Linked DNA regions of Triticum aestivum: region 2 is linked to region 1. The links are chromatin contacts, called in public Hi-C maps. All regions are on one chromosome and are shown on one strand. The core of a region is the stretch at or near the end of the contact, and the rest is flanking DNA. Distances in the headings are between cores, read along the strand shown.

Region 1 (5,560 bases), core at 1,861-4,360:
TAACGCGTACATTGTAGTCGACTGAGCGCTTTCATTTTTTTTATAGTATTGTACTATTACGAGTCAAATTTTGACCATCCCCAGGACTAACCAAACATGAGGTGTGTGCCACAAAATTATATCACTGAATTTGTGTTTGAAAGAGATTTCTCGTGGTATACATATAGTGTATGCTTCACTAGTGAAATTTGTCGTCAAACTTTAACCTAAAATGCGAGGGGGCACAATAAAATTGGATGGAGGAAGTACGATCTATCGTACTCCAACACTATAAATAAATAGCACGACCAGTATATATATATATATTTTGTAAACTTTGGCACCGCAGTACAGTTATACGAGTGGCCATACTTTCAGTTCAGGGATCGCCTGGTAATTCTCAGCCTGTGCATAAACGGGTGCATGTAGTCATAGCGATCACCTCTGGTGTAATTATGAGATTTCCATACTATTGACATATTCACAGCTACTATATGTAAACGTAATTTCTCCGTAATCTTGCAGCAACTGTAGCTGTTCACCCTCCAAATCTCCCATCTTTGTAGGAGACGAGCTTGTTGCTAGTTGAAGCGGTTGAAGAAGGAGACGACGTGGTTGTAGACGTAGTCCTTGGCGCAGGTGCCGATGACGAAGTCGGCGTGCGCGAACTGCTCCAGGTACTGCAACGTGAGCCTGTCGGGGTCGTCGCCCCGGAGGTCCCCGAGGAGGCGGCCGACGTCGCCGGGGTCGGCCAGCTCGTCCCGGCCGCCGTAGCTGAGGAAGAGCGGGAAGGCCGCCGGTATGTTGGACATGTTGTACGCCGGCGGGTCCGGCTGGCCGTACTTCTCCACGTTCACGCCCGGCCACATGTAGTCGTACTTGGACAGCACGCCGTCGCGGAACGTCTGGGCGAGGTGGACCATGGTCTTGGTGGACGTCGGCTGCGGCTCGTACTGGAGGAAGACGTCGACGGCCGAGCTGTTGAGGCAGTAGTTTTCCCCTGCCGTACACACACGCCATGGACGCACAGCTCTGTAACCTCTCGATGGATGCACGCGTAGCAGAAAGTAGTGATTGAGATTGATTAAGGGAGTGGTACCTGTGAAGTCTCTGAGGAGGTCGTAGCAGTTGGTTCCAGGATGGCGGCACAGTTCCTTGAAGAGGCTCGCCACCGCCGGCCTGCAGCAAACAATGAAGCAACAACGCGTCAGCCAGCTCCGAAGAAGCAGGAATTTAATCAGTCTCCGAACTGAAGATACTAGCGAGAGAATGAATGGCGTACGTTACTGGGTTGAACTCCGCCACACCGAGGATCGTGATGAGCTGGTTGGTCGTCAACATGGAACAAAAATCACACAGATTATACTAAGAAATTAAGTTGAGAAGAAGACCGGATTTGATGCGTCACACATCCATTTCAGCTGTACGGTACCTCTCCAACGAATGCTTTGGCGAGCAGTATGCCGAGGGGGGTGGTCATGTGGGACAGATAGGCGACCGGGGTCAGCAGCGCCGCCGACTTGAGCTTGTCCACCGTCCTGCCCTCCGAGAAGGCCGCCAGCGCCACCAGCGTCCCCTGCATACACACGTACATAAGTGCCAGAAGCAGCATGGTCGACCACGAGCAACGGAGGAGGAATGGGCCGAGACTGAGAAAGCTCTGAACGGCTTGTTTACTTACCATGGAGTGGCCGAGGAAGTGCGGCTTCTGCCCGGTGTGGCTGCAGACGTAGTCAACCAAGCTCGGCATGTCGTTCACCACCAGGTCGTCCCAGGACCAGTCCCAGTACCTCTGCCCACGATAGGTGCAACGTTAATTAATCAGGACAACTAATTTAATTGGCCAGGGTATCCATCCATCCTTGACTACTGTAGTAGGAGTAGGTACCCGGGAGTAGGAGTCGAGGGAGACGTGGCGGCTGCTCCACCTGGTGCCCCTGTTGTTGACCACCCACACGTCGAAGCCGCTGTCCGCGAGGATGTACGCCAACGATTCCTCCGGCGAGCTCAGCAGCCATGTCATGCCGTCCTGCATGCATGCATGCATACCCCGGCGCCGTTATTTTTGTGTCACACCCAAAGTCCCAAACGTGCAGACTCAAGGGGCAAATTTAACAGATTTGACCTATAGACGAAATCAAATCACAGAATGAACTGTCCGTGAAACTATTTCACGCGGCTGACCCGTGGCGCCTAGCTCTCAGGCGCTGCACTAGTGCAACGCCCGGGAGCTAGGCGCTGCACTAGTGCAACGCCCAAGAGCTAGGCGCTACACTGTATAGTGTGGTGCCTAGCTCTCAGGCGCTGCACACTGACTTAGTAATTTTCTGAACACATGGGTGCGATGCTGGCCGTGTAGCGCCTATCTCTAAGGCGTTGCACAGTGTAGTGTGGCGCCGTCGTGTCGGGCGTCACACAAAAAGGTCAGCCGCGTGAAATAGTTTCACAGATAGTTCATTCTATGATTTGATTTCGCCTATAGATTAAATTTGTCAAATTTACCGACTCAAGGGCACGCATGACGGCACCGATCACATCCTTTTAAGTTTGTGCCACACGACGCGGCATCCGCTTGCGTTCATGACGCCATCCATCATGAAACAGTGTTTGGCGTCATGCATGCCCCGATGATCCTAACTTATGGGAGGAAGTCTACGGGGCTATACGCGTACCGTGAGAACGCCATGCTGCAGAAGCACCGGCTGCCCCGCGCCGCCGCCGCTGGCGCGCCGCCCCCTCGGTATCCTTTGCAGGCTCAGGATGTACCCGTCCACCGTCGTCACCTACACTCCAATCAACAGGTCGATAAATCAACGGCGGGTCATCTTCTAACACGACGGGAACATCTGATCGATCTGTGTCAAGATCAGTCCGAACCGTGTGCTCTTCGCAGGGGTAGCCGAAGGGGGCCACGGCCAGCGCGCACGCGCCCACGCCCGCGGGAACACTGTCGCGCCGCCTGGTCGCGAGGTGGCCGGCCGGGACGCGGGCCTCGGCGGCGGCGGCGGCGCAGAGGATGATCAGCACGATGACCGCCGCAGGGCCCATGCTTGCTGCCCGTGCGCGCGGCGGGGCGTCCACCACTCCACTAGCTAGCTACCTCTGTGGTCTGTGCCTTGGTGGTGGCGGTGGTGCGCGGATAGTGCTGATCGAGTGCGCGCGATCGAGGGGGTATTTAAAGTGCGAGCAAGGTGGCGCGGATGGAGGCGACCGAGGTTAGTGCAGGGCGAGTGATCCGGCCGGCGAGGTGGGCTGCGCCTGGCGTGTGAACGGATGGGCCGGCCGGTGAGCGGGACGAGATTCCTGCATGGTTTCCTCTTGCTTTCTTCGACTCGACACCTTTAACTGGTTGGCTCAGCTCGGCCCTGGGGATGAGCACCGGCCATGCTGCCTTGCTTGCACGGCTGCACGTCCGCTTATTTAGCATACGTGCGTTTCCACAAGCTATTTGGTCTTGCTAAATTCTAGCAAGTGTGTAACTGCAGTGCTGTACCGGGCTCTCCGAAGGTAACTGATCGACAGTCTGAAATGGTGAAACGGGATCGACATATGTCCCAGTCAAGTAACCCTAGCTACTACATGGGTGCACTTCCTGTACTGTTGTGGATAGATGATTAAGGAGCGAAAATTTAATATGGGTCATACTACCATATAGTACTATTATCTCAGCGGTTGGTTTTCCTCGAGATGCACAATCATGCATGTATATGACCAAGTATTCAGCTCGGCCACTCATTTCTGCATAGTGGCAAACTAGTTTGTCTGATGTCATTTATGAGGCCCAGCTAACTCGGCCCAGTACGGTCTTTGCTACGTGAGATTTCTTGGACCGGCATATGGAGCACCTGGTCCGGCCTATCTCCTTCCGAAGTGGGCCCACTGGACAAGCAACGATGCGGGCAACTGTATTTATTTACAGCCTTATCCTCTCCCGGGTCAATCTGGATCCCCATTGCGCAAGGTCTTTCGCTGCCATGTCCGCTTCTTCTTCCTCCGCTGCCGGGCACCGAGCTGACCCCATGCGGGAAAAAGCCAGGTGATCGGTACTACTGGTGCATCCTTTGGAGTGTGAGTTCCTGAATCTCAAACTCAGATCTGGTCCTTCATCTTTACGTTAGTGCAGTTCTTGATTTTTTGTTCTTCTATTTTTCAGTCTCGTCAGTGTGGGCTTTCCGAGTGGCAAGAGATTTATCCTGCTATGCTGGATTCCGTTAGATCTTGGTCTTTGCCGCGCCCACCATCCCCAGCTTCTCCTGGGCTGCTAGCCTGCAACACCGGAGCTCGCGTCAGGAAGGAGTCCCAGAGTTCATCGGTTGTTCTGTTTCGAATGGATGCCAGCATGTCACCCCGGCCAAGGCCAGCACCATTGTTGATTTCTCCAGGATTGCGCTGCTCATGCTCGCCACTATCTTGATGCTCTTTGTGTTCTTGCTTGGCATGTCTGTCCGGACACTGGCAGTCGTGTATTTCAAGTGAGAGGCGCCATTGGTGTCATGCTTTTGGGTCGAAAGTCGAGTTAGTAGTACCGCTAATGTTTGTTGTGTGTGTGTTTAGTTACTAGTCTCAATTAGATTCAGATCCGTCAGACCAGACATGTGGTACTGCAAATGTCTTGGTTTGAATATGTGTTAACTGGTGTTGGCCTGAAAATGTACCCTGTTGTTATGCGCAAATCAGCTTAAAATGTGTATCCATGTGTTATGTAATCGCCGTGATTTATTTTTTACTTTTCAATGAGATCGCCCAACTGTTTCTGACGCTCGTTTTTCACTGCAACAGAGCAGCATGCCATGCGTTCACCCAGAGAGCCTGCGCACTATCAGCCATCAGTCGGGAAAGGCCAGCCATAACTGCACCGCGCAAAACAGGAGAACGGGGTAATTCTAAAAAAACAAAAAACAAAAAAAACAGGAGGGGGGATGCTTCGAGATGATAAAACCAGGGAGGAGCAACGTATTTTCGTTTTTTCCCGCCCTATGGGCCTTTTAAGGCTGCCAAGAAAAATTCTGGACCATGGTCCAGGACCTATCTTTGTACAAGTACCGGTGGTCCAACTCCGTCAGCTTCGTGAGTTTCTGGCCGGGGGCCGACTCACGTGTCCCCCGTATTCACACAGTAGCTCTGCATCATACGGTGGCCCCCATGCCAATTCCTCTATTTTCTCACGATCGCACATAGAGCATTGAATGCGCCAAACCTGCGTGATAGATGCCATCCAACGGCTTAGATAGTGCTACTATATGGTAGTATGACCCATATCGCTGCTCTCAGGAAGGAGTAGTCTCACTTCTTTCTTCGATGTCGACGTGCCTTTGTAGAGTGACACCTGTAATAGGTCGCAACAAAACGTCGAGTGAATCATCTCCATGCCGCTGCGTGTTCAAATGCTTAGTACCTGGTCCACACACTGAGATGCAGTATAAAAGCTAGAGGTCTCCAAGTGTCATAATGAGTCAAACAATGCAATACATCGTGTCATCGCGGGAGCGGTGTACTCTATGTTTCGCATTATTTTCGTACTCCCCCGAATCCATTGTAGCACTAAAGCATCGACAATTAATAGTATGGATCAAAAGAAATA
Region 2 (5,560 bases), core at 1,757-4,256, 440 kb after region 1:
GCTCCTACATATTCTACGAAGATCTTCGTGTCAATCACATCATTCTCCTAATGATGTGATCCCATTAATCAAATGACAACTCATGTCTATGGTTAGGAAACATAACCATCTTTGATTAATGAGCTAGTCAAGTAGAGGCATACTAGTGACATTAAGTTTTTCTATGTATTCACACATGTATTATGTTTCCGGTTAATACAATTCTAGCATGAATAATAAACATTTATCATGATATAAGGAAATAAATAATAACTTTATTATTGCCTCTAGGGCATATTTCCTTCATGGAGTCCTAGTAGGACTCCCCCCTTGGCGCGCCTCCCCCTTGGCCGGCCTCCTCCTCCCTCCTCCTTTATATACGGGGGCAGGGGGCACCCCAAAGGAGAACAGACAATCTCTTAGCCGTGTGCGGTGCCCCCCTCCACATTCTAACACCTCGGTCATATCGTCGTAGTGCTTAGGCGAAGCCCTGCGCCGGTAACATCATCAACACCGTCGCCATGTCATCGTGCTGACGGAACTCACCCTCGTCCTCAATTGGATCAAGAGCTCGAGGGACGTCATCGTGATGAACGTGTGCTGAACACGGAGGTGCCGTATGTTCGGTACTTGAATTGGTTGGATCGTGAAGACGTTCGACTACATCAACCACGTTACTAAACGCTTCCGCTTTCGGTCTACGAGGGTACGTGGACACACTCTCCCGTCTCGTTGCTATGCATCTCCTAGATAGATCTTGCGTGATCATAGGAATTTTTTTTTTGAATTACTATGTTCCCCAATATACATCAATCGCGTTAATAAACGCTTCCGTTTATGATCTATGAGGGTACATAGACACACTCTCCCCTCTCGTTGCTATGCATCTCCATGAATAGATCTTGCGTGTGCGTAGATTTTTTTTTTTATTTTCCATGCAACGTTCATTTATCTCTTGTAAGATCATGCATTACCCCTCCCCTCGGTGCACCTTGTGTTGGTTCTTGATGACTCTCACAGTGAGATGCTATATATCCTCACTTTATTTACAACCAAGTCCATGTTCAAAGGGCATTTGCCCCGTTCAGTTTAGTCTCCCCCACTGCATGCAGTATCCATGCTGGTGTCGTCTTGTATGCATTTGCACTTGGCGGTCTGGTCATGTGGTGCTTCCCTAGGAGCTGATGTAGCTCATTTAAATAACGCTCAATGAACAAGTGCAGTGTCAGGGGGCCTTGGATTTCATGCTTGTTAATGGCTTTCTGTCGCACCCACCAGATCACTTAAAGAGTTGGAAGGGCAGAGATGAACTTGTCTTTGCTTAGTGTGTTGCATAGGCCATGCAACGGAAGTTTCAGGTCCGGTGTCTCGTGACTGCATACTAGGAGCAACGAGTCATCATCATCATCTCGGAGTGACCACACGCTCTTAGACATGTTAAAGTCAAGAAGTGTGTGTCTCCAAGTGTCGGTTGCAGCCTGGCAGATTAGGCAAACAACTTCCTTCGTCATTCAAGTGTGGGAGGTTTGGTCAACTTAACTTTCCTACCAGGCCTTGGCCTACAGGCTGCAAGCGCAAGCTCCCCCCCCCCCCCCCCCCCCCCCCCTCCCCATGGGCTGGGACTATGGGATACTGTGGGCTGGCCCATTGCCTGATCTCAACTGGTTTATTATCGCCCGCCTGTACGCACAGGATGTGCATTAGCCGGGTCCATGCCCCGTTTTGAGCTAGCTTTACATTTTTTTTTATTTCACAGAGTCAAGAAAAGTTAATGATTTTAATAAAATATCAATGAATTTATTAAAAAAATAGAAAATCTCACAAATTACAAAGATAATCCGCATTTTCAAGTTTTCACTAAAATTTAATAAATGTATTATTGAAATTCGAAAATGTTTCTGCAATATAAAAATCCATGATTTTTTTATAAAACATTTATGTTTTTAAAAAATAAAATAGAAAACACATAGAAAGGAAAAAAAGAGGGAGTAGGAAAAGATGTATGGAGAACAGGAAAAAAAAGGGAAAAAATTGAGCGAAGGAGAAACAAAAGAAATGAGCAAAAACAGTAAAAAAAAGAAAGAAAAAAAGGCATCCGCACTGGACCGACCAATAATAGGGCAGCTTCGCCTTTCCGAGACCAAGTTGCAGAACATGATTCCCCTTAAATTTATATCTAAAAAAAGATAGCCCTCAATTCAATGTTTGCAGAATAGGATTCGCCATGTGTTACATACAGCTGGCAAAAAATATTCTTCTAAAAAAATGTGATTTTTTTTGTAGTGCTGCCCCTTGAAAAAGAGGACATGTAGTCCTACATTTTTAATCACTCTGGCATTGACTCAGACGAGCACGACAGAGCCAGCAGCCTAAACTTATTCGTCTGGTTACGCGTATACGCACTTTCCCGGCTTGATAAGTTAAAGCGACCCCTCTCCCCTCCTCTCGTCCATATAGTTTTCGTTTTTTCGCAGAGTATACGTACTTTTTAAACGGGGTCGGTCAGATCCGCGCCCAACTGGGCACCTCGTGACGCCGCACCTTCGCGTCATACTCATACTCCTCGTTTCTTTTTTGCCATGGTCCTATCCACAGTGTCGTGTCAGCAGTCCCCAAAAAAAGGCGAGTCGTTGTTTACTGGCTGGAACAGTAATGCTCCACGAACCACCACGATACTGTACTGCAACGCAACAAATGGGTAGAGACAAGTGCGTCGATCACACCGAGGGAGGCAAACGAAGGCAGAAGCAGCGTTTTACGGGTCGGTCAAACGTGCATCGAGCGGTGCAGCTTGCGAGCCTCCAATGAAAGCACACGCACAAACTTTTGTGGAGTAGAAATGGAAACCAGGGAAATAGTAGTAGTAAATGGAAGGAGAGCAAAATCGGAGCACCGAACAGGACCAGCAATCCGCTTTATTTTCCCCTGCTAAGCAACAGGAGAGGAGGACCAGCAGCTGCGAGGCGCAGAAAAAACAGAATCTACCCCACATATTCCCCGGCGCGTCACGGAGAAATATGATATGCCCCTCCTCTTCCGCCCGCCACAACCTCCGTGCACCGCTTCTTGGTGCGCCGTCCAGAGACCCGGCCCGCCTCCGCGTCCACGGAGTCCAGCCGCCTCACGGCGGGGTGCACGCGAAGCCGGCTCCACGCAGCGTCCTCCTTTCGCCACCACCACGTCCCCGTCCTCCCTCCCCCACCCAAAACCCGCCTCATCCCCGTGTCAAAACCTCCGAGCTCGCCACAGCGATCGCCAGCTCGCCTCGCCCACGCCCACGCCCGCGACCGCGGAGCTGACCCATGGAGGACGTCCTGGACTCGGCGGTGGGGGCCCACTTCAGCGGCCTCCGCCGCGACTCGCGCCGCCTCTCCTCCTCCCTCCCCTCCTCGCCCTCCTCCGCCACCTGCAACGGCGCGGCCGACGCCTCCGCGGCCGCGCCCAGCGGGCTCGCGTCCCCCACGCCCAGGCAGCCGTTCGTCATCGGTACCCCTCCGCGGCTCTCTCCTGCAGTTTCTCCGTCTTGGTTCTGTTTTCAGTTTTTTTCTTCTTCTTCCTTTTGGTTCGTTTTCAAAGGGGTGTGCGGCGGAACGGCGTCGGGGAAGACGACGGTGTGCGACATGATCATCCAGCAGCTCCACGACCACCGCGTCCTGCTCGTCAGCCAGGTCAGCTGCTGCTCGTTGCCCGTCGGATTGTGCTTATTTTCTGCTCTGCCTTTTTTATCTCCTCCGTTGGTGCTGCTCTGCGATGTCCATATGCTCGTGTAGTGCCTGTTACGTTTGTTCAGTTTTAGAGATCAGTGGGTGGAGTTGGAATCCTGTACTCTACTCTGATGATGGCGCACATTAATTACTACACTAAATGATTCCAACTGTTCTATTGGTGCTTTTGTTCGGGGAATTGGATCGATCCGTTATTACTCAAACTATCCGTTATTACATCGCTTCCAAGACGCATCCATTTTTCTGTTGAATTAAATCTGATCCAACTATTAAAACACATCATGGTACACACCACCAATTGCAGAAACCTTATTTCCAAGCATCCCAGGAGCAAGTATAACTAAGCTTTGGTTGCAACTTTGCAGGATTCGTTCTACCGCGGTTTAACTGAGGAGGAATCTGAACATGTGGAAGAGTACAACTTTGATCACCCTGGTACTTGATGTGACGAAAATCTATGCCTTCTTTTTACCACGGGGTTTGAATCCACTTTACTTTTTACATAAGGATAAGATTTTATTTTCTTGCTTGCAGATGCATTTGATACTGATCAGCTTCTGGAGTGCATGGGAAAGCTAAAGAGTGGACAGTCTGTTAATATTCCTATATATGATTTCAAGAATCATCGACGATGCTCTGAGAGCTTTAGAAAGGTGATAACTGACTGCATAATCAACCATTTATGTGAAAGTGATAATGCCTTTGTGAATGTAGTTATTGGTGAGTAAATTTGTATACAAATGTTTTCTGTAGAATATCTGGATGAGATGAAAACTGATAACCTGCAAAAAAAAAGATGAAAATTGATGACATGAAAGGCATGAATCTAAGAAATTATTGTTTTACTACCTCAATTTAAGTAAAATCTACAATTTACGAAGGTGCTAATGATCTGCTGTATGACCATGTCCCTAGCTCTTCTATTGTTAATCTGTAGAAGAACACGAGAGCTTGTGTTAAACAATGATGTCTAGTGTTGTTGGTGCTCTGTTTGATGCCTTTTCTTAATTCAAGCCAAATCAAATGGTTATGATTGTTAACTAGGTCCATAATTCCTCTTATGAATAGATCATCGGCTTTTTTGTTAGGTCAATGTATCAGATGTCATCATTCTGGAGGGCATTTTGGTTTTTCATGATCAAAGGGTGCGTGACTTGATGGACATGAAAATTTTCGTTGACACAGGTTTGTTGCTGTTCTATTTGGTTGCATATATGATTCATAACATCATGGCTACAATATTGGAGACATTGCATGCTCTGAGTGTCCTACCGTTTTGTTTGGTTAGTCATATTTATAGCTATTATTTGACCGCTCACCCTTTCTTCTGTTGACCATTATGGATCGGTTTAGATGCTGATATTAGGCTTGCCCGAAGAATAAGGCGTGATACAGTTGAAAGAGGTAGAGATGTTCTCTCAGTGCTTGAGCAGGTAATTCTACCACCAGTCTCGTCTGCTTCACTTTTGGATCTCTTAGCCTTATTCTATTCAAAGTATATTAACTCCCTAAGCTTCAACGCATAAGGCATACAGTATCCTGCTGTTTCAAAATATAAGGTCTGCATGCAATTTAAATTATTATTTCTCTATCATGCGGCCATCTCTCTTCGGTATCTATGAGTTAGCCTTTCAACAGACTATAATCTTCTTATACCCATGACACTACACAGGTATATCATTGTCGTCTCCAACTCTTCACCTATCATTCTGCCATTGTCCCCCCCACACAAATATGCCGCATGAAAGAAATGAAGTATATTGAGATACACATGCATGTCATTATCCTTTTTAACACAATTTTTTAATGAAATAATTAGTACGGGAGGTTTGTGAAGCCCGCCTTTGATGATTTTA

What was found. A called contact is a pair of places that touch in the nucleus more often than the background predicts.
Region 2: a Hi-C map of leaf shows a contact between it and region 1, with 4 times the contacts expected there. The contact joins the promoter of LOC123157184 here to the promoter of LOC123160160 in region 1. A contact is called at or near these places in 2 of 5 Hi-C or Micro-C datasets (both in leaf).

What each region holds. Positions count from the first base shown.
Region 1 is chr7B:225,684,303-225,689,862 of IWGSC CS RefSeq v2.1, forward strand. It overlaps LOC123160160 (triacylglycerol lipase 2), which reads right to left and starts at 3,111. Exons shown (of 8, transcript XM_044577971.1): 1 at 2,857-3,111; 2 at 2,652-2,762; 3 at 1,868-2,008; 4 at 1,661-1,771; 5 at 1,412-1,555; 6 at 1,262-1,302; 7 at 1,079-1,158; 8 at 272-979. The coding sequence starts at 3,027. The coding sequence ends at 561. It overlaps LOC123159247 (a long non-coding RNA gene), which reads left to right and starts at 3,887. Exons shown (of 2, transcript XR_006479582.1): 1 at 3,887-4,047; 2 at 4,133-4,736.
Region 2 is chr7B:226,121,390-226,126,949 of IWGSC CS RefSeq v2.1, forward strand. It overlaps LOC123157184 (uridine kinase-like protein 2, chloroplastic), which reads left to right and starts at 3,007. Exons shown (of 14, transcript XM_044575439.1): 1 at 3,007-3,465; 2 at 3,556-3,647; 3 at 4,070-4,139; 4 at 4,239-4,357; 5 at 4,793-4,889; 6 at 5,058-5,137. The coding sequence starts at 3,282.